Linked DNA regions of Sus scrofa: region 2 is linked to region 1. Evidence: chromatin contacts called from public Hi-C data. All regions are on one chromosome and are shown on one strand. Each heading gives the region's core, a stretch centred on a gene start, on an enhancer-like site or on the middle of the called end of the contact. The rest is flanking DNA. Distances are from core to core; before and after follow the strand shown.

Region 1 (4,206 bases), core at 1,095-3,594:
ATACACTCTTCCCTCCAAACCTTCCTGCCCATCCTCCTCTGCCGGTAGCAGTGGTGTTCCCTCAGAGCAGTCCACGGGTCTACCTTAGGGTCAACCCAGTCTTCCCTCGCTCACCATGTCCCACAGAATGAATGAGACACAAGGATGCCGTGTGCAAAGCAGGCACTCAAGAGAGGTAAGCTAAACCATACTTTTAAATCATGATTCCTAAATCTAAGACCCTGTTTTTATCTCAACCATCACTGATTTTATTTAATCCTACACACTCTCTCCTAAATTATTCTAAGAGCCTATACTCTAGTCTCCTTTTCACCAGTCTTTCCCTATCTGAGTCCATCCTCCACACAGCTCCAGTGTTCTTCCTAAAAGCAATGTCCTTCTCCTCTCTGAAAGCCTTTAATGACTCTCCATTACTCAAAGATAAAGTCCAAATGTCTTATTTGACATCCACAACCCTTCATGATTGGGTCCAGATTATCTCTCCACCCATATTTCACCATTCTCTGTCCCATATTTGCACATGCCTTCCTGTCAGCCAAAAGAGACTGTCCCCTTTGTCTGGAGTGCCACCATCCATCCCTTCCTCCCTCTTCCCCACTCTCCAATACCAGTAACTTCTACCTTTACCCATTATCTCTACTGTGCTCCCACTGAACTAATACTTGTCATCTTGTATCATAATTATGCACAAAGTTTAAACTTTCTATTAAATGGTTCTCCTGAAGGCAGAATTCTGCCTCACTCAATAGAGCCTGGAAGACTGTTCATATCAGCACATAATAAGTGTTTGCAGAACCAAAGAGCTTACTCATCCAAAAGAAGAAAATCTTTCAAAGTGTTTATTACTTTGGGGAGGCTATACAATTATTTCAGCAATGCAGTCACGGCTCAAAATATTTCTGGAATGCTCTTTTGCCATTTGGAATTGCCTTCTGAGCTTATTTCTCTCCTGAGAAGAAAATCAGTCCCCTTACTTTATGCTCATACAAACTTTCGGCCGAAAATATATTCCTTCAAAGGGTAAAAACCTGCCATCACTAACACCCTGCCACAGGCTCTTAAGACATTCAAATGGAAGTGCAAGAAGTTTTGCCAATGGTAGCACCGTTGGAGTAAGTGTAGTATCTGAGGCTTCCATTTGATGATGGAAAGACTTAAAGTGTGCATGTTTTAGGCATGGGTTTTATTTTTCAAAGAATATTTCATTTCACCTTGCTGCATATTTGTTAAATGAAAACGTGTCTCAATTTCTCCAAATTGTAAAAAGGGGGCTGTCTTCCCATTGCTCCGATGAATGCCAAGATCACTGAAAACTAAGTTCAATGACTACTGAATCAATTTCTAAATATGTAAGATTCCGCTTTTATAACTTCATTAGAATATGCTTGAGGCAGAACCACCCTATCCAGAAAAGCAGCACCGCCCTTTTCCAAGAAAAAAGGTTCCATCATTTAAAAGACAGATGCCATAAATATGACAAAAGGGGAGATTCCTATTTTGCTTAGTTCAACACGTATTGAGCACCTGCTGGGTAATCCGTCCCACGCCAGGTGATTCGTGAAAAAGAAGGAGAAAAAGACACAGCCCTAGCACTAAAGCTTTCAAAAGCATTTCCAGACAACATCTTGCCACAGCACTGAATCCATTCGTAACCACCCATCTCTGGTGCATCAGTTTACGCGCATGACTCTATTTACATTTTTGATTTGACCGGGGGCAGATGAATTTCTATCCTCATATCATCCCTGTGGGAAGGGAAAAAGCTTGCTCTTTCCCATCACTGGGCTGGGAAAACTGAGGAAGCAGAAGTGGAGGAGTGGTCCTCACCTTTCCCTTCCCCTCCCGACCAGCACCAGAGACGGAAGCCAGGATTTTGACATCCCAGTACAAGCCCGTTAGTTCAGTGAGAAGGAAGAATCAAACTCCTGCGCCTTCCCGCAGAAATGCACACGGACCCAGACACCGCCCGGCCCCATCTCCTGGGAGCTGCAGGTGGAAGCACGGTAATGGAGGACAGAGGAGGCGGAGGAAAGAGGAGGGGAGCATTCGCGTGCCCCTTCCGCCGTCCCCCTCTGTCCTGACAAGTCGCTGCCAAGGCAACCTGAGGCCGTAGGGCCAGGGACCCCCTACTCCCCGCATACGACGGGTACCTTCGAGTACTCCTGAGCCAGCTTCTGGTACTTCCCCTGCAACTCTGCCGAGGCCATGGCCTCCCCCGCCCCGTCAAGGCCGGGCTGCCCAGGCCGCTCAGCCCCGCCCCCCGCCCCCAACCCCAGACACGCTGTCGGGCTCGGCTCAGCCACCGCCTGCCCGATCTGCCACCGCCGCCGCCGCACCTCCTCCTCCACTTCCGGGTTCGCCCGGTGAGAGGAAGGCGGAGTGGAGCCGGAGGCGGAGCAACCACCGGGGGCGGGACGACGTCTTGACGTCACCGTCCCACCCTCCCGCGCCCGAGCACGTGCGCGCGCAGCCTCGTTGGCGCTTCTGGGCTTTGCCTCTGGGACCAGGGGGCGCCATCTTGACGCATGGTCCAAGATGGCCACCTAGAACAGGAAAGGAGAGAATCGAAATGGGAAGAGAATGATGAAAGCCCACAGAATGGGCGGGGGACCGAAGAGAGAGGCGGTGGTTGCGAAGAACCGACGACCGGAAGAAGAAATATTCTAAGCGTGCATCAAGAATTCTGGCCGAACGCGCGCGCGCGCGCGCGCACACACACACACACACACACACACACACACACACACACACACACACCGGTTCCCATAGCAACCGTCTGGCGTTTGATGATTACATCTTTCAGAAGACGCGCGGAAAGACCTCTATATTCCGCTACCTCGTAATCTGAATATGGTAGCACCGGACATGCCCTGCCTTGTAAACTCTCTGATCTCCCTCAAATTTATAGCGTTCGCTGCTGCCACCCTCCCAAACTCCAGACCAAACCGTCATTGTCTTATATTTTGACCTTGAGATGTCTTTGTATCCATTCCATACTCACACTACATCCACCCACCCCTGCCCCCACACGGGCATGGCACCAGAGCCTTTTTCAGTAGATTGGGTAAAAAGGCTTTAGAAAATTTCAGAGATTGACCCCTGCCACGCATGGAGATAGAATGGATGTTAAATGACAAATAATGATAGTTGAAGCAAAAAATATTCTGCCTAAAATATTTTATGCCATTTCATTCGTTAAATATGTTTTGAGGACATACTGTATGTTAGATACTGCTCTAAGCATTGCATTTATTGCAGCATTGAAGCATACATAGAGGAATGAATAAATTTAGAATATATGTTTGCCATAAATTGTCACACGGCTGTTTGAAACTAATAACCTAGATCTGTATATATCTGCACATGTCATATCAAGATGAAAAAACACTATGTTAAATGTAAAAACAAATGTCAATTTACTATAGCGTGATAAGATACATTTAAAAAATATGAAGCAACATTTGTACTGCTCATGTACACATGAACATGTGCTAAAAATAAAAAACAAGAACTGGGAATATACACATCAAATTCTGGGTTGTGATTGCCCCTAATGAGAAAAAGAAGAAAGGAATGAAAAAAGGAAAACAAAGGAGCATAAACTTTAATTTTTTCAGGATGTTAACATTTATTATCCTGTACAGGGGGTGTTAACTATATTGGCATTTTAGAATGCTTGAAATTTTCCATGATTGAAAAAACTGCTATCCTGGTTTCTTGTTTGATTATGAGGAATTCCAGGATTTTATAATGAAAGCTTGTGCCCATATGCACTTTTCAGCCATTGTAAAAGGGATTATAAACTTTTTTAAATGTTGTTTATAGGAAGTTCTCTTGTGCAGTGAGCTAAGGATCCAGTGTTGCCACGGCATGGTGCAGGCCACAACTGAGGGAGGGTTCAGTCCCTGGCCCAGGAACTTCCACATGCTTCTGGTGGTGCCAAAATAAAATAAAATGTTGTTTATATTTTTCAGTTTGCTAATACCCAAGTCCTACTATCCAGCAAACTTGCAGAATTTTTAAAAAATTATTATTATTAGTTTTCCAAGTGGCAGAATTAAATATTGTAAGTGTATGTCTGTGTTTGTAATGGAATGGAATTTTCAATTATTTAAAAATAAAATGTCATTTCAGAAATAACATTCCAAAGAAAGAATGTGCAACTGTGGCTAGAGATCATGTGTAAGTTTATTTTACTAAACTGAG
Region 2 (4,206 bases), core at 606-3,105, 180 kb after region 1:
TTGATTCCCATGAAAAGAGAAAAGCACACAGGGGTCATGGGTTGCACTTTCTGGATAGATAGGAGTCTCAGCTTGACAGCTGAGCCTTTTTAGAAAGTTAAGGAAAAATGAATTCATTTACCAATAGAAGGAAGATGGACATGCTTTGGACCAAAGGCTAGCAAGTATCAAAGTTGCCACTGTTCATCATCCAAATAGTGAAGCCTGTGTGTTCAGGAAAACCACCAGCCTCAATGAAGAGATGGTCAGAAGAGGAGAATTAAGGTAGTCCTTAAAGAGCAGTTTGGGGAGAGTAATAAAATTTGTTTTGGTACCCTCCTTCATCCCTCATCAGCCTCAGCTTTTTCTTCTCTTGCTGGCCTGTGTTACATTTGTCTCAGTCTCTGCTAAAACACTAACCATTCATAATATGTCATCTGATAAAAGATTGGTATAACCCTTTCAAAAGATATTAGCACTTTAGAGTACTTATCAAGATGTTTCAAAATTAAAGAGTAGGACTTTACTGATGGAATAACAAATGATAGGGTTAATCTTCCCCATCCCCCACCTGATTTTGACCAGAAGGTTCCACTAGCCTATTGGAACCTTCTGGTCAAAATCAGGTGAGGTATGGGGCAGATTAATGTAATATAGCTTATGATTACTTCTGAGGACAAAATTATATCCATGCCCCCTGACATCTGGCCCACATTCAGACCCTATTGTTATTGACCTAAAGGTGTCTTTAATAATTTATAGTTCTACTATTATCAAGCTCAGAATATGTGCATTGTGATTAGTTTGAGTGTTTCAGACATAGAGCTCACGTCTGTCAACGGAGGTTATGGCTTAGACTCTCCAACTATCTTCCAAATTCATACCTGGTCACTAGGAGTATTATTAGCTCAGAAACCAATTGTAAAATTTCCAGGTTCCATTCATCTGGCAATTTAAAAACACTTCTTGGTACTGTTTTTGCAATGGGAAACTCTTCAACAACATTGAGTTGAGAAACTAGTGTGTTTTAGGTATGAAGTAGCCTGTGTTAAACTGGGGATTCTCCAGGGGAGAAACAGGCAAATATTAAGTAATGTCTTAGACTCCAGGTCCCAGAGAAGGGAGTGGTAGAGCGTGAAAGGATTACTTTAGGGTTGCTTTAGAGGAAGGAAATGGAGAAGAATTCGGTGCCCCTTGGGGGAACTAAAATATATGCATACCAACTTCTTCCTCCAGTAAATCAAAGAATGCCTCCAGCCCTTAGATTCAGTACCCACTGATTTAGAGTTTATGATCTTTTGACTCTGCCTTGGTGCTATCTACAAGAATAAGATTTATTAAACAATTGACTAGAAAGATAAGTTTTCAGAGGGAAATAATGAAACCATTTTAGAGAACACTCTTTTCATATGGAAGCAATTGATAGGCTAATTAAAATGAATGCTGTTTACCTGTTAATTAATTATAGGAAGGACCTAGAAGGCCCTTCCCTTGAAATGTTTTCCTCTAACATTTGAATGTGAGTTTTGAATGTAGTTACCATAAGCACTCACAATTAATTATGTTACACTTCTATGGCTGAGTTTGTAATTCATACCTGCCCCTGTTTCCCAACAAGCAGTTCAAAAAGTGGAACTTTATTAAAAGCTGTGAAATGAGACCATGTGCCACAGAGACTGAATAAAACATTGATCCTTCCTCAGGAAGAAAGGGGCTGGTGGCAGTGGTAAAAAGCTTTCAGTAGGAAGGAAGCAAATGACTTTGGTAAAGTATTTGGATGGTCTGTCAAATAACAAGCCGGAGGAAATTGTGGGGTGGGTCAGGAAAAAGGTTAACTGAAAAGACCTTCAAAGCGATGTCAACAACCGATAGGAGTGAGTGTACTTGTGGGTTTGGGTTGCCAAGAGCTCAAAGTCCCACGAGTGTGAGAAAACCCATGGTTTAAGAATTTAGAAGACCAGAAAAAGCTATCTTTTTGAAAGGAGCTGGTCATTTTGCAATCTTTAAACCATGCAGGGAAGTTTAGACTCAGAAAAAGTGAATACAGAGCTGATTCACTCTAAAGTTTGCCATTAGAATGGAGACATTCACATCAGCCTACATGCAAAATGGGATGAGAACCTTGTTCTACTATATAGTGATTCCACCGGTAAATATTCCCTGTTGTCTTGGTCTAAGAGATACCACAGCATTTTTTTTTTTAAATATTTGCTCTAGTTCAGTTTGAAAGTTAGCGCCTTTAGAGGTTTTATTAAAAGAGGTGAAAGCAAAACAAAGCCATTGTAATTGCTGTATCTATCTATCTAGTACACATGCCTGCAAGTTCAGCACCAAGCCCTGTGCCAAGGGAGTGGGTCAGAGAAGAAACTGAGGGAAACCAGGGCACTTGCTTGTTAAAAAGTTTACTCAAGAAATAAGTTTAATAAAAAATCAGGGACAGGGGAAGCAGAAAATTCTTTGTGTTTTTGCTCACGTTTTGGGTGCAGGAGTCTCTGCTCATTTCTATTATGGAAATAGCCATTGATAATACTGGAAATTAACTTAATTATGTTCATTTCATTTAAAAAATACTTAAAATGTGTGGTTTTTCCATTTGAGCTGCTTTATTTTGACCCTAAATTTTTATTTATACCAGCTAACTTGTTTGGTTATTCACAATGTCTCTCTGCCTGTTAGATTGGAAGCTCCTTGGGGGTAAATTTCCATTCTCTCAACACTCAAGATGCTTTGCTTTTTCCCTTCCCTATAAATCCACCATGGATGTCTGTGGACAGTTCTTTGGCAATGCCAGTTCTGGAGGCATTGTTTGGTATTAGAAATTGCTGGAAGGTAGCTGATTTCCCAAAGAGCAAAAATACACCAGCATCTGAAGTTATCATTTAGACATGATTCTCAACACATTAGAATTCTTGAACCCTTTGCGAGGAATTATAAGGAAAATGCAAGGTAACCAAGTCTTTAGTGGCACATGCCAAGATGTAGACACCAAGAAGCCCACCACCATTTCTTATAACATCCACTAACAGATGTCGCAGACCTGGAAATGGGCACTTCCATGGGCTCTGTGTTTTGGAAAACACTCTAGTAACACCACTGTCTCTAGAACATGGAGGAAATAAATATATTTCAAAAACAACCCATGAATAAATACAATCATATGGTCCTTTGACTTGAATTGTTTTCAGCTTGGAAATAGAGACAATGGATGCCAGTAGGGAAAATTGTATCCATTGTTCCAAAACCTCCTAAATCAGATCAGACACAAATCTGAAGGGTTTGAATGGCTTTCAGGATCTCCAGCTGATGATCCTGGAGGAAGCCACGGCCATCTGGAAGTTTAAAGACAATTCTATCAGGTAAATAGAATGGGTAGAGTTAATTATAGCAATAAATAGAGTTCAGAGCTCCTGACTCATAGGAGCCATACTGAAAGGTACTTCATGTCTGTCACAGAAGCCAGGTGAACCTGGCCAGGATGTGTGGCTATTTCATTAGTATGACAGAAATTTGATTTTCTCCCTCTGTAGCTAGAGTGATTGTTTAAACGGCAATATTTGAAAGAGAAGTGATTAAGTCAGCAAACTCTTTTAATATTTCCTTTTTAATTTCCCTTGGTGGTTAAGCTGCTTGTTCTTCAGTACCAGCACCTTATTATCTTGGGTGCCTCACAGTTGTTGCGAGTTTCAGCTCTTCAGCCTTGCTCTTTCTCTAATGCATTTTGAGTTGTCTGGGAGTGCTAGTCACACATGACTCCCCACCACAGGAAACTACAGCAACTCTTGCCTATTGCAGTGGTTTTCAAAGTGTGGCTCCTGAACCAGCAAGCACCTGGGAACTTCTTAGAAATGTAAATTATTGGTCCTCACCTCAACCATACTGAATCAAAAACTCTGAAGGTGGGCCCCAGCTATCTGTGATTTAATAAGCCTTCCAGGTGATTCTGACTCTTGCTAAGGGTTGAGAACTACCAATCAATTATTAGTTCAAGTGGAAGCTCTTTATCCTTCAAGTCTCAGTCATCTACTCTGGCCTACCAGTTCAGTTCTGTTGGTAAACACCGATTCTGTGTTGGGGATTTATGTTTGCTTTCTGGTTAGATTGAACTCCAAAATGTCATACTTTGTATTGCCCCATAAGTTTTTTATTTATTGATAATACCAAGGAGTAAGATATTCCATATATATGAAAGAAAATCCCATATGACCAAGACATATTCTTTTATATGCC

Evidence for each region. Hi-C and Micro-C count contacts between places; a contact is called where the count stands out from the background.
Region 2: a contact with region 1 is called in a Hi-C map of liver, with 1.9 times the contacts expected there. The contact joins the enhancer-like site here to the promoter of PPP1R21 in region 1. A contact is called at or near these places in 1 of 5 promoter capture datasets (liver), 3 of 47 Hi-C or Micro-C datasets (embryonic fibroblasts and liver) and 1 of 2 datasets of contacts at active chromatin or transcription factors (alveolar macrophages).

What each region holds. Positions count from the first base shown.
Region 1 is chr3:92,225,375-92,229,580 of Sscrofa11.1, forward strand. It overlaps PPP1R21 (protein phosphatase 1 regulatory subunit 21), which reads right to left and starts at 2,345. Exons shown (of 22, transcript XM_003125155.6): 1 at 2,151-2,345. The coding sequence starts at 2,207.
Region 2 is chr3:92,402,541-92,406,746 of Sscrofa11.1, forward strand. No RefSeq gene overlaps it. Among named protein-coding and RNA genes, the nearest start is that of FOXN2, 68 kb to the left of the region's middle. Within about 2 kb of position 1,856, at least 6 of the 83 cell types and tissues checked have an H3K27ac peak or open chromatin away from gene starts, as enhancers often do. A contact at or near this core is called in liver, where this site is marked.